Regions from separate parts of the Mus musculus genome. Here all the other regions are linked to region 2. The links are chromatin contacts, called in public Hi-C maps. All regions are on one chromosome and are shown on one strand. The core of a region is the stretch at or near the end of the contact, and the rest is flanking DNA. Distances in the headings are between cores, read along the strand shown.

Region 1 (2,700 bases), core at 152-2,651, 300 kb before region 2:
CGAAAACATCCAAGGTTAAGCCAGCACAAGCAGGTGAAGCCAACCCACGGTGTGATACGGCACCACGCTGACGTGCTGTGTCCTTAAGTGGTCACTTAAGAGTCTGCAGGGTGGAGTGAATTAAAGTGTCCGGCCAAAAAGCCAGAGGGTTGATGTTGGTTATGTTCAAGGCCTAGCGCTACAAATTTCTTTCATGCTCAAACGCAGAAATTTTGCCCCTGAGATGCAAGGTCTCCAACGTCCAACCACATTATCATCCGCTTATCCTATGTGGGTTCTTTATCGACACAAATCACCTGTGACAACCTAAAGGTCACCTCACTTCTAAGCACAAAAAGGCCCGTATGCCAGTCACTTGGGTACACACTATTCCTTCCTGCTTGGTGAGCTCGTATGCATCCTGCAAGACCCAGTTGAAGGCTCTTCTCTGCAGTCTACCCAAGCCGCCAGGGGAGTTGACTGACTGCCCCCTCTCTCCTTTGGGCGTGTCCTCTCTCTAATACGTTCTACTACGTTGAACAACGAGGTAAAGAAGCGTGTCTGGGGACCCTACATAGAGTAGGGTGAATGGTCCCACTTTACAGATGAGAAAGTCTAAGGAGCTCAAGGAACAAGCGACCAGGTCTCCCAGGTGCAGACTCCGGGCGAATTCATCCCCTTCCCCAGAACTCCCAGGCGTGCCAACGTCTCCCAAGGAGGCGGAAGCCTTGGATGGAGTCCGTCTGAGTGAAGGAGCTGCGGAACAGAGGAGAGGAGCAGAGTACTGACAGCGGTTCTGCTCTTCCGTAGTCCTGACAGCCCGGGCGGGGACGGAGGCCACCGATCCCAACAAGGAGGACTGCCCACCCCCACTGAGAGGAGCCCTCCCCGAAGCCTACTAGCGGGTTTTTCCTTACCAGGGAAAGACAGCCATCTTCCCAGTCACATGATCGCCTGTTTTCCGCGTCCAGCCCCTTTTCTCACATCCAGGGAAGCTCGGCCCCGCCCCAGACGCCATGATTGTGAAGGGCAGCTTCCGCTCTGAAGATCCCGGGCTCCGTCATCCGCCATGATTGTGAGGGGCAACTTCCTCCGGATTCCGATCCTCCGCAGTTGTATCGGGCAATGGCCCGGCAAAACCCAAGCTCCGTCATCGGCCTTGATTTTATTTTTTCTTTTTATTTTGTTAATAGAAATCCATTTACGTCTGCCTCCGAATGATGGGATTAAAGGCCTGCATCACCACGCCTTGCTTAAATCCCATTCGTATTATGTAAATATGTGCACGGAGGTCAGTGGATAACGGACAGGTGTTGGTCCTTTCTTCGCTTGGCACTAGATGCCATTACCTTCTGAGCCATCCCATTCACACACACACACACACACACACACACACACACGATGCCATTACCTTCTGAGCCATCCCATTCACACACACACACACACACACACACACACACACACACACACACACACACACACACACCGCCCCCCAGTCTTGTAAGGGGTAAGACGCCACTGGCTGCTTGGCCCGCCTGCGCCCTCTAGTGACAAAAAGGAGTGCACACACCCATCCCTGCTGAGGGCCAGACACAAGTGATTATGAAGTGAATTCTGTTTGGTGTGGGTTCTCTTCATGCTTCGTAAGGATGAACACTTTGGGCATTTTCCCCCCACTACTGACAATCTACGTCCGAATACGGGCAAGCAAGTTCTGTTCTTGACCACAGAACTTTGGCGCTCCTGTTTTAAGCCCCACCCCACCCCACCCCCATGGATAAATTATGATAGGGTGACTGCACTCAATGCACTTTGCCCACTCCCTTCTCAATAGAAACTTCTGGAGTATCTATCATTAATCACTTGTTTTTGGAAAACTGATGCTCAAAGCTGGTGAGTGTCAAACTCTAACTCAAATAAGAATGGATTAAGACTGGGAAATTAGCAGACTGTCTATTCATACCATCCTGGTTCTACTCCCAAGTGCATTTCCTTATGGAAAGAGCAGCATCCTCTTATGCGTTCTGGAAAAGGCAACGGAATATACTTTAACTAGGACTGACATTTTCAGAGTCCCAGTTTCTTCCTCTGTGAAACTGAGCTAACTGCTAAGGTGACAGGAGGTTATAAAATCCCTGTCTCCGGGGCAAACCTCAGATGCTGTAGTTAGTGAGGCAGGCAAGACAGGCTGCTCTTGGTTGGCCTTTGCTCTCAGAGCCTTTCTCTCTGTAGCGCTGACCCTGGTCTATAACAGAGCAGGGCATCTACTGTAAATGGGCATGCCACTTGCCTGGGGACTGTAAAACAGTGGCTCTGGGATAGTTGTGTGTACAATTCTAGGGGACACTGCTGTTGGTGGTTCCTTTGAAAGAATGGTAGCAGTTTGGGTGGTAAGAAGCAACTATGAGGCACTAAAGGCAGGGGACCAATTGTCCTTCGTACATTCGTCAAACCCATCCCATCTTATGTATAAAATAGATGATGGGGAACTATCATAAAACAGGCTACATTTCTGGAAAGGATAGATAACTAAAGGGTTCTTCTTACCACATGCTAAGACCATGGTTTTGTGGCATCTCTGTCAGTGTCCCTAAAGAACTGTAAAATCTGGGCTGGAGAAATGCGTTATCTGGTAAGCACTTGCTGTTCTTCCAGAAAACCCAGATTTGATTTCTAGAACCCAAACTCACAACCATCTGTATCTCCAGTCCCAGGGGATCT
Region 2 (2,945 bases), core at 101-2,600:
GCGCCGGGGAGTCCGAGACAGGGGGACTCAGTGGCTCACTGGCCAACCAGCCTTGTGTTGATGAGCTCCACATTCTGTCCTGGTCCAGACCCTGTGTCCAAAAAAAAAATCAGGCAGAGCAACTGAGGAAGGCACCTGACACTAACCTGTTCTCCACATACAGGTGTGCACAGTTACGTACAGGAAAATGTACGTATGCCACATGTGTACATGTGTATACACAAATACACGGGAAAAATAAACTCTCTCTCTCTCTTTTTTTTTTTAATTTTAACTTACAAAAAAAAAATCCAGTCGGGAATGACAGTATATATCTATAATCTCAGAACTTGGGAGGGTAAAGCAGGAGAATGAAGAGTTCTGGGCTCACCTGAGCCACAGGTTACCCCATCTCAGAACAGCCAGCAAGCAACCAAGCATATACGAGGTCTGTGAAGAAAACTGCAACCCATGGGCAAAGGGAGCCAGGATCATATGTTGGAGGCAGAAGGCAGCTGGAAAAAATAACACAAGGGGAAGGGCTAGAGTATTAAATCTGAGCTGGACTGGGCTATCTCCAGCCTTAGAGGGCTCGCCTTGATTTGTTTACGAGGAAGGGTGGGAGTGAGCAAGAGCCAAGAAGATGTTAACATCTGGGAAGAAACCCAGACGGTCTCCTCCTTACTGGCTCCCTGTGCACCCCAAAGCCCTGACTTGGGCTGCACCTCCCTTTCCGTCTAGGATCTGTCTTAAGCTGGTCATGAGGATTTGACACCTGCCAAGTGGGTTAATACCACCATGTTTCCTTTTAAATCATGAAATCCCGGGTCTGTAAAAAAAAAAAAAAAAAAAAAAAAAAAAAATGGCTTAGCTGGCAAAAGCGCTTGCCACAAAGTCTGATGACCTAAGTTTGATCCTTGGAACCAGGTGGAGGAGGTTAGAGGATGGTCTCCTGAGACTCATCCTCTGACCTCCACATGGTGTCGTGGATGTGTGTGAATGCACACACACACACACACCCACACACACACACACACACACACAGAGAGAGACACACAGAAGAAATGTTATAATTTTTCAAAAGAAAATAAATCCTGGGTCCATAGAGGAGTCCTTCTTGGAAGAAGAGGAGGGGGCTTAGAGCTCAGGAACCTATGGGGAGAAGATGGGGTAAGGGGTGGAACCACACCAGGGAGGGAGGATCAGCTCCTGGCTCCCTCCCAGCCCCTCCCCCATTTGTGGGTGGTCGAAGGATGCTCTCTACCAGCAGGATTGGAGCAGGATTGGAAGGTAGGGCCCTGGCAGGGGCGGGGGAGTCAGCCTGTCAGTTTAGCTAATCAGGCCCTCTTGGGTTGGCTTCTGGCTATTTCAGTCTGAGAAGGTTTTCGAGTCCCCCAAAGTGTGGCTGTGTGCTGAGTAGCATGACGAGCTATCTACCCGCTCTGATTCATAACAGCACACGGTGCACATCAAATGGAAACGCTCACAGTTCCCGTTTATTCGCTGTTAGTTAACCAAGAGGCTCCCAGCAGCCCTGCAAACATAGCCATACCTTGGTAGTAAAGTCAGCTCCCTCCCCAAAATGGTGAGTGCGAAGGAAGACGCGGGCTGCTTTCTGTTGTTTTTGTCTTGCTGTTCTTTGAGTTGCTGGAATATTGCTAAACTGGTCTCTCTCTCTCTCTCTCTCTCTCTCTCTCTCTCTCTCTCTCTCTCTCTCTCTCTCTCTCCCTCTCTCTCTCTCTCTCTCTCCCACCCGCCCAACCCTGGCTTCACCGTGGCTCTCTAAAAGGGCAGTTGGAACCACTGAACGAGGTGGGTTAATTCAATCATCTGTTTGGTCTGGATTCTAATCAAATGCTTGCCTTTCCGTTTGGAGTCTGGTGTGGGGCTGGGGCATGATTGAGTACTGAGTCACAGGGTATTAAGAAGGGTACAGTTTCTATTCCCTTCTACCAAAAGGGAGACCCTGACAAAAGGGGCATTGCTGGACAGACAGCGTGTGTGTCCCAACTCAACCGGTCTCCCCCAGTTTAGTTGCATGTCCCTGGGGCTATTTTTCCTGAAGTATCTTTTTCTCTTTTGCCAGGAGAGAACCCTATGCATTGTGTGTTTGAGAACATATTGTCTGGCCCTCTCTATGTTGTGATAACCACCCACCTGTCAAGAAAGGCACACACATACACTACCAAGGCAAACACCTGCAAGCGCTCGGCTTGCTCCAAGTATCTGCAGCCACTTCTGTTTGCTGTCCCGTATGCCACAGTGCATAAATAAGAGAGAAAAAAAATTTTTTTTTCTTCTACCAGCAATTCTGCTCTGGGAATTTTCATTTATCTGGGAATTTATTTATCATGGGTGGGGCAATCCCAGATGGGCTGTTTATAATTTGGGGTGTTCTCTCTCTCTCTCTGCCCCCCCCCCGCAATGGCCCCAGGGCTTGCTTTCTAGAATCTCTGACGTGCTGCTGTGCGGCTGGACTTGCCAACACTGCTGTCAGAGGTGCTATGAGTCCAGCTGCTGCCAGTCCAGTGAAGATGAAGTGGAGATCTTGGGGCCTTTCCCTGCCCAGACTCCTCCATGGCTGTGAGTACCCCGCTTGGGAGTTTACCTCCCAGCAGCCTCTCCCCTGGAGGGTGGGCAGGGTGGGGGATACACTGAGTTTCCATGGACATAACCAAGAAGGGCCTCTTTATGCCCCCTCATTTGTGGGCAAGCTGGTGCGACCAGCTGGTGGTGAGGCTCCTGCTCACACCAAGCTTCTGAGATGCTAGCCGGGTGATGCTAATCTTGGGGACACTTTAAGTAGTCTAAGTATCCAAGCAGAAAAGGATCTGTGTTCTGTTTTGAAGAACTTTGAGAAGGTAGCAGTGTCTAAGTGCCTCCTTCCCAGGCAGCATGGCAGACTGACATAAGGCCCAGCCCCAGGCCTGCACCAAGTATGTGCTTGGTGAATCTGAGCTGCTAGC
Region 3 (2,700 bases), core at 49-2,548, 260 kb before region 2:
ATATGTAGGCTGGGGATTGAACTCAGTTCCTCTGGAAGAGCAGCCAGTACTCCCAATCATTGAGTCAGCTCTCCAGCCCAATAAATGAGATTTAAGGTGGCTTTCTGGGCACACTGAGAAGAGCCACAATCCTTAAGATAAAACCATGATTCACAAAGGTCCCACAAGGAGGTGAACGCATCTTTACTGTCAACGAGATTCCTAGCAAATTGCAGGCTTGCAGATGGAAAAGGAGAAAAGCCATATATTAGACCTTTAGATTTGTTGCTATTTGAACATTCTAACTTGAAGCATCTCCATATAAAAGGAATGTGGGCTACCCATGCAGGAATTCTTGATGCTTAAAGTCAAGAGGCTTTAACCACACTTCTAGTAAGAGCTCTTTTTCCTTCCCACGGTCCCTTAATTTTCCTTGTCTTGTTATCGTGCTCAATACTACTTCCCGCAAGGGGAAGGTACTTTCACTAAATGCAGACATGTGTCCTGGTGGAAACAGCCCTTGCAAGAATGAAGATATTCCAAAGAGACATTTGTAAGTCACCCTTCTTGATATTATTTTGAGGCATGGACCGCAGGAAATTGGAATTTCCTTAGGAGTCTGATTTTGAGAGAAGGAAAGGGCTTAGAGCCTGTGTCCAGCCTGGAAAAAAATGTATCTTTTCTGTAAGTTCAAAGGGTTCTGAAGGTCCCGGACCTTTCTGAACAGACTGGAACTAAGTGGTCAATGATGGGCGGGGCTTCTTAGCCAAGCATGCCTCTTGCCCTCTATTTAAACCTAAACCTCCCGTCAGAACCCTGAAAACGGACTTGTGGGTGTGCTTTACTAGATTTCTTCCCGGTGTGTCCATTTCTCTGCTTTTTACTTTTTTTTTTGTTTGGTTCATGGAGCGTAACTTATTACAGCTCCAGGGTAAGCCTGGCTCATTACAGGCCCTGTCTCTGACCCAGAAGAACTCTGGAAACACTACTGGCACATTTTGAATAAGCAGGTTAAACATCCTGTTCCTTTTAAAGTCAAAGCCTTTAGTTTCCTCGAGGTCAGATACAAGGTCACTAAGAAACTTTGACCGTGTCACCCTCCTTCCACTAAGTCTGAAGGACAGGGTCTAAGTCTTGTCCTCACTTTACATAACCCGAAGCGCCCTTGGAACCCAGGCCTGGGGCAAGGGCCTGCTCCTGTTGCCATGACAGCGGTTCCGGCCCCCCAACGCCGAAGCTCCGGGACTCTGATTGGCTGGAGGGCGGGCTCTTTCTCGAGATGGGTCCGTCGGCGCCATTGTGCAGCGCTGCTCCCAGCGGAGGGTTCCGGCTGTGGCCAGTACCTCGGCGTCTACGCGTCGCCCGGCAGGTCCGGGGCTCCGGTCCGTGCCGGTGCAGGCGCCGGCATGTGGCTGTGGGAGGACCAGGGCGGCCTCCTGGGCCCCTTCTCCTTCGTGCTGGTGCTGCTGCTGGTGGTGACACGCAGCCCCTTCAACGCCTGCGTGCTCACCGGCAGCCTCTACATCCTGCTGCGGTTCTTCAGCTTCGAGCCGGTGCCGTCCCGCCGGGCCCTGCAGGTGCTCAAGCCCCGTGACCGCGTGTCCGCCATCGCCCATCGCGGCGGCAGCCACGACGCGCCCGAGAACACGCTGGCGGCCATCCGGCAGGTGAGCCCCGCGCACGCCTCGGGCCTGCTCCGCCGCTGACATCTCTTCTTCTCCTCCCGGCTCCGCATCCCTCCCCACTTCAGCTATTTCTAGAATTCCGCGGGTAATTGTAAGACTTGGTATGTGCCAGACGCTGGGATGGCAGCCAGGCACGACTCCTTTGACAGGGCTTTCATCTGGGTTGGGAGAGATAACATATGAGGCTACTTTAGGGTGGGGCAGTGCATTATGTAGCAGTAGTTTTCTATGAACTAGATATTTGTGAACTGTGAACTAGAATTACAAGGTTGGAATCAGTGGGAAGTGTTCCAGGATGCCGATGGCAAGTGCAAAGGGCCTGAGGTGAGGTTTATGTTGGAGTGGTAAGGTAGCAACACAACACAACAGGCTTATATGTGGTGCTGGCTTCGAGGAGCAGAACAAACTCTAGTGTATGGATGAATTAAGATATGAACTAGGTCAAATGGGTTCTTGTTAGTAAATGGGATTTCTCTCTTTTTTTCGAGACAGGGTTTCTCTGTAGTCCACTCCTTGAACTTATCAGACTGGCCTCAACTCAGATCCACCTGCCTGGTGGGGTTAAAGTGCTGGGACTAAAGACACCCACCACCACCAACTAGCAAGATATTCTTAATCACCCTTATCACAGGGTGTATTTCTGTCCTCTGTATTACTTGGATATTATCTTTATGGCCTCTTTCCAAATACACCTTCATCATAGTCGTCAACCCTGGCAGCCAGACTCCTCTGTCAATATTTGCTTCCCCTTTCCATAAGGCACCCAGGAGAATTTTAATAGCCCTTTGCCCTTGGAAGCCTTCTGTTTTCAGATTAATGTCAGCTTGTATGGCAAGAGCATTTCAGTGGATTATGGACTTCAGTGCACTACAGTCAGCCTTCATACGTGTTGGCCTTGCATCTGTGGGTTTAATTGTAGATCAAAAAAATAGCATGAAAGAAGTATGTGGAGTGACGTCACACCTTAACTGCTTACATAGCTAGATTGTTTTAGATGGAAGAATGCCAAGAGTTGACTTGAGGGGTATAGGAGGTC

Evidence for each region. A called contact is a pair of places that touch in the nucleus more often than the background predicts.
Region 1: a Hi-C map of embryonic fibroblasts shows a contact between it and region 2, with 2.8 times the contacts expected there. The contact joins the promoter of Vps35l here to the promoter of Syt17 in region 2. A contact is called at or near these places in 10 of 39 promoter capture datasets (the 3T3-L1 cell line, 3T3-L1-derived adipocytes, the C10 cell line and 5 more), 1 of 15 datasets of contacts at CTCF or cohesin (embryonic stem cells), 3 of 484 Hi-C or Micro-C datasets (embryonic fibroblasts and embryonic stem cells), 1 of 115 datasets of contacts at active chromatin or transcription factors (large pre-B cells) and 2 of 9 other capture datasets (adipose tissue and embryonic stem cells).
Region 3: a contact with region 2 is called in a Hi-C map of tail fibroblasts, with 8 times the contacts expected there. The contact joins the promoter of Gde1 here to the promoter of Syt17 in region 2. A contact is called at or near these places in 15 of 39 promoter capture datasets (the 3T3-L1 cell line, 3T3-L1-derived adipocytes, the C10 cell line and 10 more), 1 of 15 datasets of contacts at CTCF or cohesin (large pre-B cells), 23 of 484 Hi-C or Micro-C datasets (3T3-L1-derived adipocytes, the AML12 cell line, the C2C12 cell line and 15 more), 7 of 115 datasets of contacts at active chromatin or transcription factors (astrocytes, bone marrow-derived macrophages, craniofacial prominence and 4 more) and 2 of 9 other capture datasets (embryonic stem cells and liver).

The regions. Positions count from the first base shown.
Region 1 is chr7:118,738,972-118,741,671 of GRCm38.p6, reverse strand. Vps35l (VPS35 endosomal protein sorting factor like) reads right to left here and starts at 1,401. Exons shown (of 31, transcript NM_027815.4): 1 at 897-1,401. The coding sequence starts at 997.
Region 2 is chr7:118,441,965-118,444,909 of GRCm38.p6, reverse strand. It overlaps Syt17 (synaptotagmin XVII), which reads left to right and starts at 1,350. Exons shown (of 8, transcript NM_138649.2): 1 at 1,350-1,564; 2 at 1,774-1,791; 3 at 2,414-2,562. The coding sequence starts at 1,562.
Region 3 is chr7:118,704,336-118,707,035 of GRCm38.p6, reverse strand. Gde1 (glycerophosphodiester phosphodiesterase 1) reads left to right here and starts at 1,298. Exons shown (of 6, transcript NM_019580.4): 1 at 1,298-1,646. The coding sequence starts at 1,386.